Linked DNA regions of Zea mays: all the other regions are linked to region 1. A link is a contact called in public Hi-C data. All regions are on one chromosome and are shown on one strand. The core of a region is the stretch at or near the end of the contact, and the rest is flanking DNA. Distances in the headings are between cores, read along the strand shown. Region 1 holds the start of LOC103650480 (serine/threonine-protein kinase Nek2). Region 2 has its middle 68 kb from the start of LOC103650478. Region 3 has its middle 76 kb from the start of LOC100272971.

Region 1 (4,513 bases), core at 956-3,455:
GAGGCTAGATTACATTGGTCAAACTCATTCCACATCATTAAAGAGACATCTCTTTATCTTAGTTGCTATGAATTACTTCAATAAATGGACTAAAATTGTTCCCTTGACGAATATAACACACAAAGAGGTAATTGAGTTTATTACTGAGCATATCATCCATAGATTCGATATCCCTCAAACATTAATTATGGATCAAGTGGCATCATTTGTGCCAAAAGAAGTATTGATTTTGTTAAATTATATAAGATCAATCCGCTTAATTTATCTTCACACTATGCTCAAGCTAATTGGCGAGATAAGTCTAGTGATAAGGCTTTAATCAAGCTTATAAAAAATCGAGGATAATCCAAGAAGGAGGCATAGAGTTTTATGTGAAGCTCTATGGGCGATCGTACATCTACACATGGTGCCACTAAAGATACTCCATTTGAGTTGGTATATGGGCAAGAAGTAGTATTACCTATCAAGGTGAATTTGGATACATGTAGGCTTGCTAAACAAAATAAATTATCTATTGTGATGTATTATGATTTGTTGATAAACAATATTGATGATATGACAAACAAGAGATTAGAGAATCTAAATGATATAAAGAAAGACAAGGCTCAAGTTAGCCGAGCATATCATCAGAAATTTAAAAGTAAGTCGTTTCAAGTTGAAGATGTAGCATGAAAAATCATACTATCAATCAGAGCAAATATCAACATGTTTGGCAAGTGGTCACCAGGTTGGGAGGGTCCTTATAAAGTGATCAGATCAATAAATTAGAAACTTATATATGCTAGAGATATTATAAAGTGATAGTCTCCATATAGCAATCAATTGAAGGTATTTTAAAAATATATTTTCTAAGTGTTTGACAAAAAGTCTAGAGTGTTTCCCAAATAACGATCGATACGTGTAACTAATGGGTTGGACATTGTTGATATTTGCGTGGCCAGATTACCTAAAGCTGGTCTGGCCAAGTTTGAAGGTTGTGCAGATCTGATATCTAAAAGTAGGCCAGGACAAGTAAAGTTGGATAGGTCATGTTCGTTTTCCTTATAGTTGGTCCGACCACAACGTCAAGGCTCGTGAAAGCTGGCCTAGCTGGGTTTCAAGGCCGACCAAGTTTGTCTGACCTGTCTGAATTCTATAGCGATTTGTTTCCAAAAACGATTTTGAAGTAGGAAACTTGGAATTATTTTCTACTGGGATAAGACCACCCTCTCCTTATATACTAGAGGAGGACGGCCGATTATAGTATCCAACGAATAAACATCAATCTACCGCCTATTTTTTGGTCCAACGATCATGTAGATCACTTTAAGCTTGCCAGCCGACTTAGAGCAACCTGCCAACATTTTTGCCTCGATGGGTTCCTCTCGGATGAGAGTTTCCATGGTTACTTGTTGGTATGGAAATTAACCTTTCTTCACCACCTAGGCAGGATTAGTTATTCCCAGGGGATTTACTAGTAGACTTTAGGTTCTCTGTTACTCCCTTTGTTCTAAAATATTAGTTATTTTATTTTTAACTTTTATGATTATATTTAGATAGATAATTATAAATCTAGGCATATATATAAACTACTACATCCATTCATAAATATATGACACAATTGATTTTTTTGAAAACTTTGATAAATCTTCTTATTTAAAATATTTATTCAAAAATATAAAATTTTAAGTCAAAAATAAACTATCTTAAATAATAAAACAAATCATAAAAAAATAAATGATACTTTATTTTTTTAATAAGACTAGTAGTCAAAGTTTTTTTTAAAAAAAATCAACGGTATCATATATATATATATATATATATATATATATATATATATATATATATATATATATATATATATATATATATATATATATATATATATATATATGAACGGAGTGAGTATTATATAAATTTACTATTTTTCTAAAACGAAATTTATTTTGTTACTGAGGGAGTATATAAATGTGATATCTTCCGTGACTTTTCTAGTACGTAGTCACTATTATGGTTTAACCAATGATGGGTGATCCAATTTGCGTCACAACAACGTTCCAAGAGCATACTATCTTGGTTAGTATATTCATTCACTGATTCAGACACACCATGACCTCTTTTTGGTCACATCAACCCGGATGCAAATCCAAAAGAAAAAAACAGAAAAAAGAGAGATACTGAGAGAATACGATAGAATAAAAAGGACCGATTCGACCACATCACGTGGGTCCCGCAAAACCCCTGTCTCTCTCCTCACTGATCACTCTTCTTCTTCAGACTCAGAGCCATCGCGCCGCGGCATCCTCCCTCCGTTCCTGCCCCCTCTTTCTCTAGCGAGCTCCTTTTCTCTCTCCTAGAGAGGCTTCTCCCTTCCTCCTCGCTTGCCCCCATTGCCTTTGGGCTATATAGAGCGGGATTGGATTGGAAACGGAGCCCCCGGCGAGTTTGAAACCCAACCAAAACCCCCACCTTTCTCGCCTCGTACTCGCGCGCTCCCCACCGCCTGCCACCGACGCCGCGTCTGGTCTAGAACCAAATGCCGTGAGATCTGCGCGCGTGACGCCTTCCCCCGCCGGAGACTCCCTCCGAGCTCCGGGCCACGGAGCGCTTCGTCCCGGATCCCTCTGGTGGCTCAGGTGAGCAAGCTCTTGCAAAGTGGGCTGGAGCTCCTGGCTCAGGCTCCACAGCTCTTGTTTCTTGCTCCTCGATCGGTTGGAAATCGGAATGGCGGGATAGATGCCTCTGGCCCGTCAGTGCAATGTTGCTCGAGTGGCTCAGTTGTGTCTTCTTGGAGTTGGTGACTCTGCTCCTGACCCCCCAAAAAAGTCCGCCTCGAAAAAAGTTTAGATTTTGTGTTGCTTGGATTCGGAGATCATACATTTCCGAAACATTTGTTGATGCTGCATATTGGAGTTGGTATTTCGGACTCGGTCAATCAACTCCCGCTGTTCGAATATTTTTAGCGGAAGGATGGTAGGACCTGGGGCTTGATTTTTCTCCCACCCCCTTCAATCGCGATGCCACTCCTGAGGCCGACATCTCTGCTCTCAGCCCATTCTTCTCTAGCCCCCTTTGATTTTCAGAAGCGGTTTCAGGGGTTGTCGGCAGGTTTTGTCACCGAGCGCTTTGGCGTCCGTAATTTCAGGCCACTTGTCCTTTCTTGCATTTCCCCTTTTCCTTTCATGTGGCCTCACGTTTTCGAACCCACACCTTTTCCATTCTATTTTCCTCGCAGAGTAGTTTTTTTTCCTCACTGCAAGTGTACCGGAACCATGGTTTTTAATGGATGATGATGATGCTGCTGCTGCTTGCGTCCTCAGAATAGTCTTGACTCTTGAGCTAGGCATGTGCTGACATTGGACTTATGGGGAAGGAGTACCAGTACTTGGACGAACTTGTTAGTTCAGCTTCACTAATCCTCAACCGTGCTTCTTCAATCCAGGGCAAGTAGAAGGAAAAGGAAACAAGCTTGCTGCGTGTGACCTGCAGACCCCAAGAGGATGGATCAGTATGAGGTGCTGGAGCAGATTGGAAAAGGAGCATTTGGTTCTGCGCTTTTGGTGAGGCACAAGGTCGAGAAGAAGAAGTGAGGCTAACTTGCTCTGTTTTTCATCTATATGGGCTAAGCTGCTCTTGTTCAGTAATTTTTACCGCACCGAGTCTATCTCGCAGGTATGTGCTCAAGAAGATACGGCTCGCACGGCAAACCGACCGCACACGCCGGTCTGCCCACCAGGAGGTTAGCATCTTCAGCTTCATCCATGTTACTTACCTTTTTCCACATTTGGTACATAGGCAGGATTCCTAGGAATGAAATGCCATGCCCTTTTTCACTACGCTTGATCTTTGATGTCACTCTCCTTGGTACAGAATGATTAGCGGTGCCAATAGCTAATAGTTGCTTGGACAAATCACTGTATCCATACCCTCCTATAAGACCGATGCCATGCCAACATTAGCAAGTCATGAACTGACCTGGCATGAGTTTTGTGGGAATTTTCTTGCAGATGCAGCTCATCGCGACTGTCCGGAATCCATTCATTGTGGAGTACAAAGATTCATGGGTGGAAAAGGTAGGGAAAGGGCCCAAATAAAGTGTCTTAAATGGTCCCGCGTTAAATAATTGGGTGAAAGCCTTTCCTTGTCATGCATCTCACTCGCTTAAAAAATTTCAGGGCTGCTACGTTTGCATTGTTATTGGCTACTGTGAGGGAGGAGACATGTATGTATCTGTTGGAGGTTAAATAGTTCGTTCACAAACATTTACTTCCTAGCTAATGCAACCTGTACTGGTTCAGGGCTGAGGTTATCAAAAGAGCCAATGGAAACCATTTCTCTGAGGAGGTGCAGTTCTTGACTTCGTTTCCGTTTTTGTGTTCAGTTGCTGTGTTACAACCGAAGGATTCACTCTTCAGTGTTTTTTTTTTCATTTCTAGAAACTTTGCAAGTGGCTCGTGCAACTTCTCATGGCTCTTGATTATCTACATGCAAATCACATTCTTCATCGAGACGTGAAGGTCAGTAGCAGTGCTTG
Region 2 (4,513 bases), core at 1,202-3,701, 370 kb after region 1:
ACTACACGACAGGTCGCGCTGAGCCCCAGGCTACGAAAGCCACGGGTCGGCGTAGCTAGAATGATGACGCATGGGATCATCGCCGCCCCCATGTCATCCGCCACAATAAATATGAGACAGTCAGGCAGCCTCGGGCCCCACGAGTACGTGTGGCCTCACCTATGGTAAAATGCTAGTTTTACCCCTGTCTTATGGCTCCTTCCGAGAGAATCCACCGCTTGCCAACCCCTCTCCCAGCCTATAAAAGGGAGAGGCTCCCTTAGGGCAGGGGGGTCAAAGAGAGAGCTCTTGGACATAACCGGATGCCTTCAGACCGAGACGAACCCACAAGGACGGATAGGAGGAGGATCACTGATGAGGACCAGGAGGCCAGAGCCCCGCCAAGCCAAGACTTAGCTAGAACTCCACCTTCGGCTTCTAAGTTCCACTTCCACCGCCATAAGAGATCTGGGAGCCTCTCCTCTCTCTCGACTGCTTGTAACCTCTACTACGAGTTTGATCATCAATGATGCTCATAGCGCAAGCCACCGATGGCTGAAAGTAGGGACATTCTACCCAAACAAGTATAAATCTTGCTCCCTCCGTGCACAACCTCCGGAGCCTGAAACACGTACAATAAATTTACTTGTCGGAGCGAGGTACGAAACAACGATAGAAAGCGGCATATTCTTCCAATTGCGATGACTTGGCAAATTCTACATCATATTAATTTGGACGATTTTCACATAACGAGACGTTTGGATCCCTTCATTTTAGAGGAATTGGAATTCACTCAATAAAGTAACTTATTTAATTTAGAATTTGACATTTCACCACTTTCCAAAGTTTAGATATAAGTCTATCTCAAATTCATGGGGTGGAGGATGAGAAATGATTTTATGCATTAGTAGAATTTATTTCTACTCTCTAACTTACATGACACTCTTCGTCTCACTCATCTATAGTAAAAATGTAGCACATAAATATCTCCGACATCTTGCTAATAATAGTATACAAATATATTTTTTATAAAACCAAATTATCTTAATTGATATATACTTAAATTATTATTATTAGAATGAAATTCAATTCTAATAATCTAAACAGGATGTAAGTGATTTTCACAAAAAAACAATCTAAGAAGCGAATTCTAACAACTAGAATCCAAGTCGATACCAAGACTAATGTCCGATGAGATTGGAGACCGAAATGGACCCTCACCACGTCCTACAAGATGGGCTAGGTGGGCTCACGGGCTACCCGCGCAATCGCTAACATGTCTCGCCATATACGTCGCTGCTTATTAATGGCAAATCGCAGTTGTCAAGAAATCACCCCTGTCTGTACTCCCTCCGTTTCAAAATAATATTTATTTTAACTCTTTCTTTTTACATCTATATTTAAATAAATGATAATGATAAATCTAGATATATATTTAAAATACATACATCAAATGACCCACTAGAACCCCAAAACGAATATAATATGGGACAAAGGGAGTATTAAAGACTTGAATCCGTATGGATAAAACTATGTATTCTGATAAAACCTTTCTCGATCACCTTCTACAGAATTTCTTCTATCTTTCTCCTTATTATTTTTTTGTCATATCATCTTATAGTGGAACATTAAATAAAGATAAAACTCAAATAAAATCCTGACTAAGAATAACCTAGTAAACCCGGTGAACGCTTGCAGGGATGAAAATGATTTTAGAATTTTTCGGAATTCCGGTAACTATTTTTTATTTTGCCGATCAAATTCATTGGTATTTCAAAAACCGAATCGATATCGGAATTTTTATTGGAATAGATTTTTTCGGAATTCCGGTAACCATTTTCGAACAAAATCGATATCACAATTTTTATTGGAAAATATACCAAAATCGAAATTTTTATTGGAACAGGTATCAAAACCGGTGTGGCATTTTACCGACCATTTTCTTTAGTTACTGATTTTAATTGGAATTTACCAAAAACAATTAGGCCCCGTTTGTTTCCTTTCATTTTGAAGAATTGAAATCTTACTAATGGAATAAGTTATTTTTTAGAACGTGACATTCCAGCACTTTCCAAAGTTATCATATAAGCCTATCTCAAATTCATTGGGTGAGAGATGAAAATTGATTCTATAGATTTATATGCTATTTTTCCGATGTACAACTTATAGCACACTCTTCTACTTGCTTCGTTATAACATAAATGTAGTATATAACTATCTCTTTCATATAATTTAGGATAATATACAAATATATTATATATATATAAATATATGAACTTAATCAGCTTTGTCTAAATTATAATTATTAAAATGGAATTCAATTCCAACGAAACAAACAGGGTTTTATTGGAATTTACCCGAAACAAAAGCAGGCCCATGAAGCCAACAAACCCAAGCGCTAGTGGACCAGCTCAGAGCCTTGGTCTTTGACGTCTTGCTCCGCGACATGGTCTTTTCTTTTATAACGCTTGTCTAGCGGTCTAGCGTCGCTATCTAAAGCTTCCAATTAAGGTGGGACTAAACTGAGATGCACTGCACACCACCATGCACGGTAGGCATGAATGCACGACACTGATCTGCCATACTCGAGTACTTGTCGAGTGACGTGCTCCACTTTCACGTCGGGCGTGAGGGGACCGGCCAGGCGGACACTGACTACTGTCTCGCACACACATATATGTACATAAATGTAGAGATAAAATTGTGTTTTATAGGAAATTTATTAATTTAGAGATTTATTTTACATAACTGTTAGATAAAAGTTTTTTAAAACTTCTTAAATTAATATCTAGGAAGTGTTGGTCCCTGTTCTCAAATGTTTCAGATCAAGAACAAGACAACACAATTGTTAATGGTAAAATACCTTCGTTCTTCGAATCATTATTCCCTTTCGGATATAATAATCTTTAGACGAAGGTAATGAAGGACATACCTTCAACATCTCAGTATATGAATATGAATATAAATATAAATATGAATAAGAGTGTGAGAGAATAATAAAGAATGAAAGACAATGATTAGATCCTCACAATTTATTTTATATTCATATCCGCATATATGAATCAACATTAATGATATTTACAATACAAAGGTACCTTCGGTTCTCCAGAAGATGGGAATGCAAAGATGACGCGAGAGAGATTACAATCCAGCCTGAACAGTACAGTGCTATTGTTCATCTATTTATAGGCACGGGACGCAGCCCGGACAAAATTACATTTATGTCCTTGATATTTACTCTTAATCATATTGCGAGTTATCAATGACTAATAGTCTTTTCCCTGCTAGGTCGGTTTCGTACTTGATTTCGTCATCATACTAGGTCGAAGCTCCTTCAGCCATAGCTTCGGCGTCCACCCATATCACCTTCGGGTTGTATCTTCATATCACGCATGCCTTTACCATGAGAGAAAACCTTCATCCCAAAGCCGAAGCCTCCTGTAACAGTCTATGTCATACTGAAAACATATGATTAGTCATGTTTTTGAGGACATTCGGAAGAGGAAGGCCCCCAACAGTAGCCCCTCGCAGTGTTAATTTGTTTCTTCGTAACAAGTTTAGACTGCGACGTGAACGAAGGCCTTTAGCCGAAGGTACGAAAAAACACCTTCCCTTCGCTAGAATAGCGAAAGTCACTGACATGTAGGACACACCAAATCGTGAGGCGCTGGGCATGTAAATAGGGACTCACATTGATAACATTTGCTGCACCATTTTAGGTGCGTGCACCGTGTTCATCATTCTTAATTTTCTTACTCCTCCGAGTTTTGATTAAATTGTGGGCTTCGGCATTCCAACAAGACTTGATGGCTGGTGAGAAGAAGGTTGACAACCTAGCTCTTTCTGGGTTTTACAAAGCCATGGAAGAGACCAACACAAAAAAGATTGCTCGCGGGACACTTGCTGGAATATCTGAAAGTTCCAATGATAGTGAAGATTTTGACATAGAAAGTGGAAACGAAGGTGCCGAAGATCGACCCTGGCGACCAAGTCATACTATCTTCGGGAAATCAACCATCAAACAAAGCCAAATTGATGCAATGAAAGGAAGGTATTTCTGGGATATTTCTATTGTAAGGGCTGGGGGAGATAGCAGTGCCCCTTTGCCCGAAGCTGACGAAGTAGTTGTTTACAGAAGTTTCATGACGACGGGGCTTTGGTTCCCTTTAGATAAACTGTTAGTTGAAGTTTTGAAGACTTTTGGAATATTCCTCCACCAAATCACCCCGAAGCTATTATCACAATGGGGATTTTTATTTGCGTCATGAGGAGCCAGGGGTTAGAACCAAATGCAAGATGTTTTTGCAATATTCACGAACTGTCATACGAGACGAAGGCCACTCGCAAAGAACAATATCATAATAATTTTGGTTGCTATAGCTTCATGCCTCGCTCCGGTGTGAGTTATCCAGTTCCAACGTTTCGGAAGAGGTGGCCAGGGTCCTGGATGCAAGAGTGGTTTTATGTAAAAAATGACCTGGTCGAAAGAGAAGATATTAATGGTATCATCCAATGCCCTATCTAGTCTCGCTTC
Region 3 (4,513 bases), core at 1,480-3,979, 270 kb before region 1:
AAGTGTACCTTCAATCGGAAGGAGATAACAGTACAAGCGTGACGCAAAAAGTGAATGCCAAGTCAGCGTGAACAGTACGGGGATACTGTTCACCTATTTATAGGCACGGGACACAGCCCATACAAAATTACATTCATGCCCTTTACATTTGATAATAATTCTATGGTAATCTATCGAGGTCTGAATAGCCTTTTCATCTTTAAGTCGGTTTCATTTTCTGCAACCACGCCGAAGCTTTCCTGCTAACATCTTCGGCGTTGTACCAAGACCTTCATATTATCCTGGTCTTCTCCTACCGTGATACCGACTTGAGTTCGAAGGTACCTGTTCACACATTATACTTCCAGAAATACTGTTAAATCCTGTTTTTGAGGACCTTCGGATGCCGAAGGTCCCCAACAGTGACGAGGGTTATTTGGGTCGTCCGGACGATTTGGCCCAGGTGGGCATATAATGTTTTCTTTTCTTTTTTTGTTTTACTTTGAATTTCAAATTTTGGTTTAAATCTTAAATAGGAGTGTCTCATAACTTCAAATCTAAATGCAACACAAAAATGAATCCAGCATGATGCATAATTTTTTATTTACTTGATTTTATTACTTGTTAGTTTATTTAATCATTTAAACTTAATCGTTTTATTTATGCTAAACAAGAACATCCACCAAATATAATTTTAACCCTTCCTTTTATTTAGCAAGAATTTGGGTATTACAAAAAATTCAAGACGCGAGAAGATATAAAAAAATGTTTTTGCCAATCAACATAATGGGATATAGGTGGAAGTATAAGATCATCTACAATAAGGTGCCTTAAAATTTAAAATATTGTATCATTTAAAGTGTTTAGGTCATGAAAAATAAATTGAGCTGAAGATCCTGTAGAAAATAAGGTTATGACACTAAATGGGGTGTAGCATATTTGAGTCATTTCAAGATCTGCACTATATTTTAATAAGGGTACTATTGAAGCTATTTTTATGAGATGAACATGAATCCTATATTTTAAAATAGGGCACTGAATTAAGTGACAGTTAGAGATGATATAATCTCGATACATTAATACATAGGTGGACTATAATTGAGATAAGAGTGTGTGTGCACACGTCTCCTCGGTAGAGGGTTTTAAAGTTTCCATCAACACAAACGTTTACTGTGCAGGTGCTTTTTCTTCATCTTGCCTGCAGGAAACAGGAAAAAGAAAAACTGTAACACCCTGAATTTGGGGGTATAAAGTTTTTTCTAATATCCACCAAATTCAGGTGTTACTCTCTCAGCTCTTCGCTTTCCTTCTCTTTTTCCTAAAAGTGGAGAATTATTTTATTTTACATCTAGGTGAAAGCTTAGTAAAATAAAACCTTAGAGGTGCTTGAGTGTTGCATTCATGCCGATGCATAGTGTTTATGAGTACAAAATGTTATCGAAACATGTTAAAATATCTCGAGGAGGCTCCCGAGAGTTTTTGGAATCTTCGGAACTTTCTTCGGGTATTAAATATGAATTTTAGCCTTTCTAATATCTAAATGCTTAATTTTAGTATTTCGAAAACTCGATAATATATATATGTATACATATATTTCTTCCTCTCGTCGAGCCTGTTCTAGATCTCGTGCCCTTTTCGCGGGATAATTAAAATGTATTTCCTCGCAAACGTCGTGTTGCTCATGTTTACCCTCGTCGTATTCGCAACCGCCTCTCTCGCTCGGTCGCGACACAGTTGATGACGAGTTTGACAACCTCCTCCCGCGTTCTCTTTTATATAACCACCCTGCCGTCACATAACCTCTAGTCTCCTTCCCCAGATCCAAATCACGCAGAAGCTGTCGTCCCTGCACATGGCGGTTCTCGGTGAGTCCTCTCCCCTCTCTTCCCTTTCCCATCCTCTCTCCCCCTCGACGGACCCTCCCGGCAGCCCCGTGTCACGCCATTCTCCTTCCCCGGCGAGCAGTCCTCTCTGTCCCCCGGCCGAGCGGTTCGTTTCCTCTCGGTGATACCTCGCGTGGCTCCCTTTCCCTCCGTTGTGCGGCCAAGTCCCGCGGTCCTGCCCGGCGTCGCGGCTGGGAGGCCCTGCGCGGCGGCTCGCCCCTGCCGCGGCCTCCCCACCGGCCAGCGCGCAGCCCAGCTCCCAGGCGCCCTTCTTCCCCTAGGTCGCGGCAACCAGTCGCGGGCGCGGCGAGCCCCATGGCGCGGCTCTAGCCCCCCCATGTCCCTCGGCTGGCTCGCCTCCTGGCATGGCTGCCCTCCCCCGAGCTAGATCCGCGGTCGAGCGTGACCCCCCGCGCAGGGCGCGGCGCGGCGGTCGGCCGGCGTGGCGGCGCGCTAGCTCGGCGGCTCGCCCACGCGCCAGGCGTTCGGTCCCTGCTCCCTGTCCCTATGCACGGCCGATGGCCTGCTGCCGCCACGGCCCGCAGCGCGCAGCGAGCCCAGCGCCCCGGCATGCAGGCCCTGCGCGTCTGGCCCCTGCCTCGCCCCCGCCCTGGCCCCATGGTCGCTCTTCCCGGCCTGCGAGCTCGCCCCTAGCCGCAGGCAGCAGGGCGCCCGCGCACAGCCCAAGCGGCCCTTGGAGACCGTCCCCTCCAGCGCGCGGTGCTCCTGCCAGCCGGCGGGCGTAGCAATCCCCATCCCTGCGAGCGTGAAGATCAGGCCGAGCTAGCCCCTGCAGTCCCCATGGCAACCTATGTTCCTGTGTGCGTGGGCAGTTGCAAAGAGGAGGAAGAAATGCCACGCTCGATCCCACCCCTGTCCAATTCTCCGTGGCTAAGTTTTGTGTGGCCTAGTGTGTGACTTGTTTGCAACCAATAGGAATACGCCACATCACTTTAAATCCGTGAATCACTAATTATATGTTAGCTCTTGCGTTATAAATATGTTTTGTTTTGTTCCGGTTGCGTTAGAATTGTAACGACGTTGCCCACATGTTTTAGTTAATTAAGTGGTTATTTATTTACTTATCCTATAATTAGTAAAGTAGCAATCTACTTAAATCAATTTATAATTTTAGTTCTGCTTTACAAATACATGTTAATAAGATTATGCCTACTCGAATGTTTTTAATTAATACTTGTTTATCATAAAGGCGATGTTGGTTAGTGGTCCCCGCGTGTCGCGCGTGCTGTTTGCGCGCGTTACCACGCGTTGTCTTCGCGTGTCGCGCGTGCGGATCGTGCGCATCGCTGCGCGTTGTCCGCGTGCTATGTCACGCGTGTCCGCGCGTCATTTGCGCACTGTCGTGCTGTTTCAGGCGTCGTCCGCGCGCTAAATCGCGTGTGGTCGTGCGTGTCCGAGCGTCCTTCTGCACGCTGTTGTGTTGTTTCATGTATCTTAAATTCGCATCGCCTATAATCTCTCGCTTTAATTAAATTACTAGTTAACTAACAGTTGCTAGTGTAATAGGTTAAGAGAAACTAAATATTAGGTATAATTTATATTTGATAACGTCGAATCAAATGTTCTAACTAATATTTTTAGAGTAAACGCGCTAACTTCTCGACCGTAGCTCCGACTATCGCATTTCTTTTCCTTGCGTGACTATAGTAGCGCAATCTATTTCATTTTGCATGTTTTATTATGTTTTTATTTGAATGGTGTAATGTTCTTATGCATATACATATGTCTGTTTGTTTGTGCCTGTTGGTATTCGCTGGGTGACGCGAATAGACTGTGATCCATTTCCGAGCTTCGAGGAATCGACAGTCAAGCTTCAGTGACCAAGAGACTGAACTCTCCGAGTTCTACGAGGCTGAAGATCCTGAGCATCTGTTTGGTGAAGGCAAGTGTCCTCTGACCTATTATGTCACATTTACTGTATAATTCATCAACCCACATACCATGATCAACCTAAGGATTGACTAGCTTTTGTTGTCCATGTCCTTGTTTACCTATTTGGGTTGGATTATTATTGTGTAGCTTTATGCTATTGCTCAACTTTAATCAATGAACATGATGAGAATTATCAATGAGACGATGTTTCCCCTCCTCTATTATGATGTTATACTTGTGGTATTCAAGGGGGCTCGAGCGGTTTCTCGAGTGCCTCTCCGTAAGGACCTGTTCGTTGGATGACCGCCCGGGAAAACAGTGCAACCATGAGGGTGGAATGGGATGCCCTTAGCTGAATAATTAGAGGAACCGGGGTGTAGTTCGCTTAGCCGTCGTGCCGTTAATGGGGCTCGGTGTATGCGGCTCGCTCTGCCAAGCTTGGGTTCGCCCCCTTGGGGAGGAGTGCAGTGCATTTAGGAAACCTAACGGGCGGCTACAGACCCGAGGAATCTTTGTAAAGGCTACGTAGTGAGACCCTGCCTACTCACCTTGGTAGTGTTTAAGGGTTTGATCGGCCCGAGGCAAGAGGGAATCACAGCTTGTGGGTAAAGTGCGCAACCTCTGCAGAGTGTTATGAAACTGATATATCAGTCGTGCTCGCGGTTATGAGAGGCCAAGGGAGCTCCATTGATTAGTGATACTTGATTAGAGATGTTCAGCTTACAGGTGGCAATGAGAATGATGGTTTTGGTATTGAC

What was found. A called contact is a pair of places that touch in the nucleus more often than the background predicts.
Region 2: a contact with region 1 is called in a Hi-C map of leaf, with 7 times the contacts expected there. The contact joins the enhancer-like site here to the promoter of LOC103650480 in region 1. A contact is called at or near these places in 2 of 25 Hi-C or Micro-C datasets (ear and leaf).
Region 3: a contact with region 1 is called in a Hi-C map of endosperm, with 3 times the contacts expected there. The contact joins the enhancer-like site here to the promoter of LOC103650480 in region 1. A contact is called at or near these places in 2 of 25 Hi-C or Micro-C datasets (endosperm and leaf).

What each region holds. Positions count from the first base shown.
Region 1 is chr3:120,934,065-120,938,577 of Zm-B73-REFERENCE-NAM-5.0, reverse strand. It overlaps LOC103650480 (serine/threonine-protein kinase Nek2), which reads left to right and starts at 2,205. Exons shown (of 15, transcript XM_020550283.3): 1 at 2,205-2,615; 2 at 3,422-3,565; 3 at 3,652-3,718; 4 at 3,987-4,052; 5 at 4,155-4,201; 6 at 4,278-4,323; 7 at 4,416-4,496. The coding sequence starts at 3,480.
Region 2 is chr3:120,561,204-120,565,716 of Zm-B73-REFERENCE-NAM-5.0, reverse strand. No RefSeq gene overlaps it. Among protein-coding and RNA genes, the nearest start is that of LOC103650478, 68 kb to the left of the region's middle. Within about 2 kb of position 2,451, at least 16 of the 20 cell types and tissues checked have an H3K27ac peak or open chromatin away from gene starts, as enhancers often do. A contact at or near this core is called in ear and leaf, where this site is marked.
Region 3 is chr3:121,200,042-121,204,554 of Zm-B73-REFERENCE-NAM-5.0, reverse strand. No RefSeq gene overlaps it. Among protein-coding and RNA genes, the nearest start is that of LOC100272971, 76 kb to the left of the region's middle. Within about 2 kb of position 2,729, at least 13 of the 20 cell types and tissues checked have an H3K27ac peak or open chromatin away from gene starts, as enhancers often do. A contact at or near this core is called in endosperm and leaf, where this site is marked.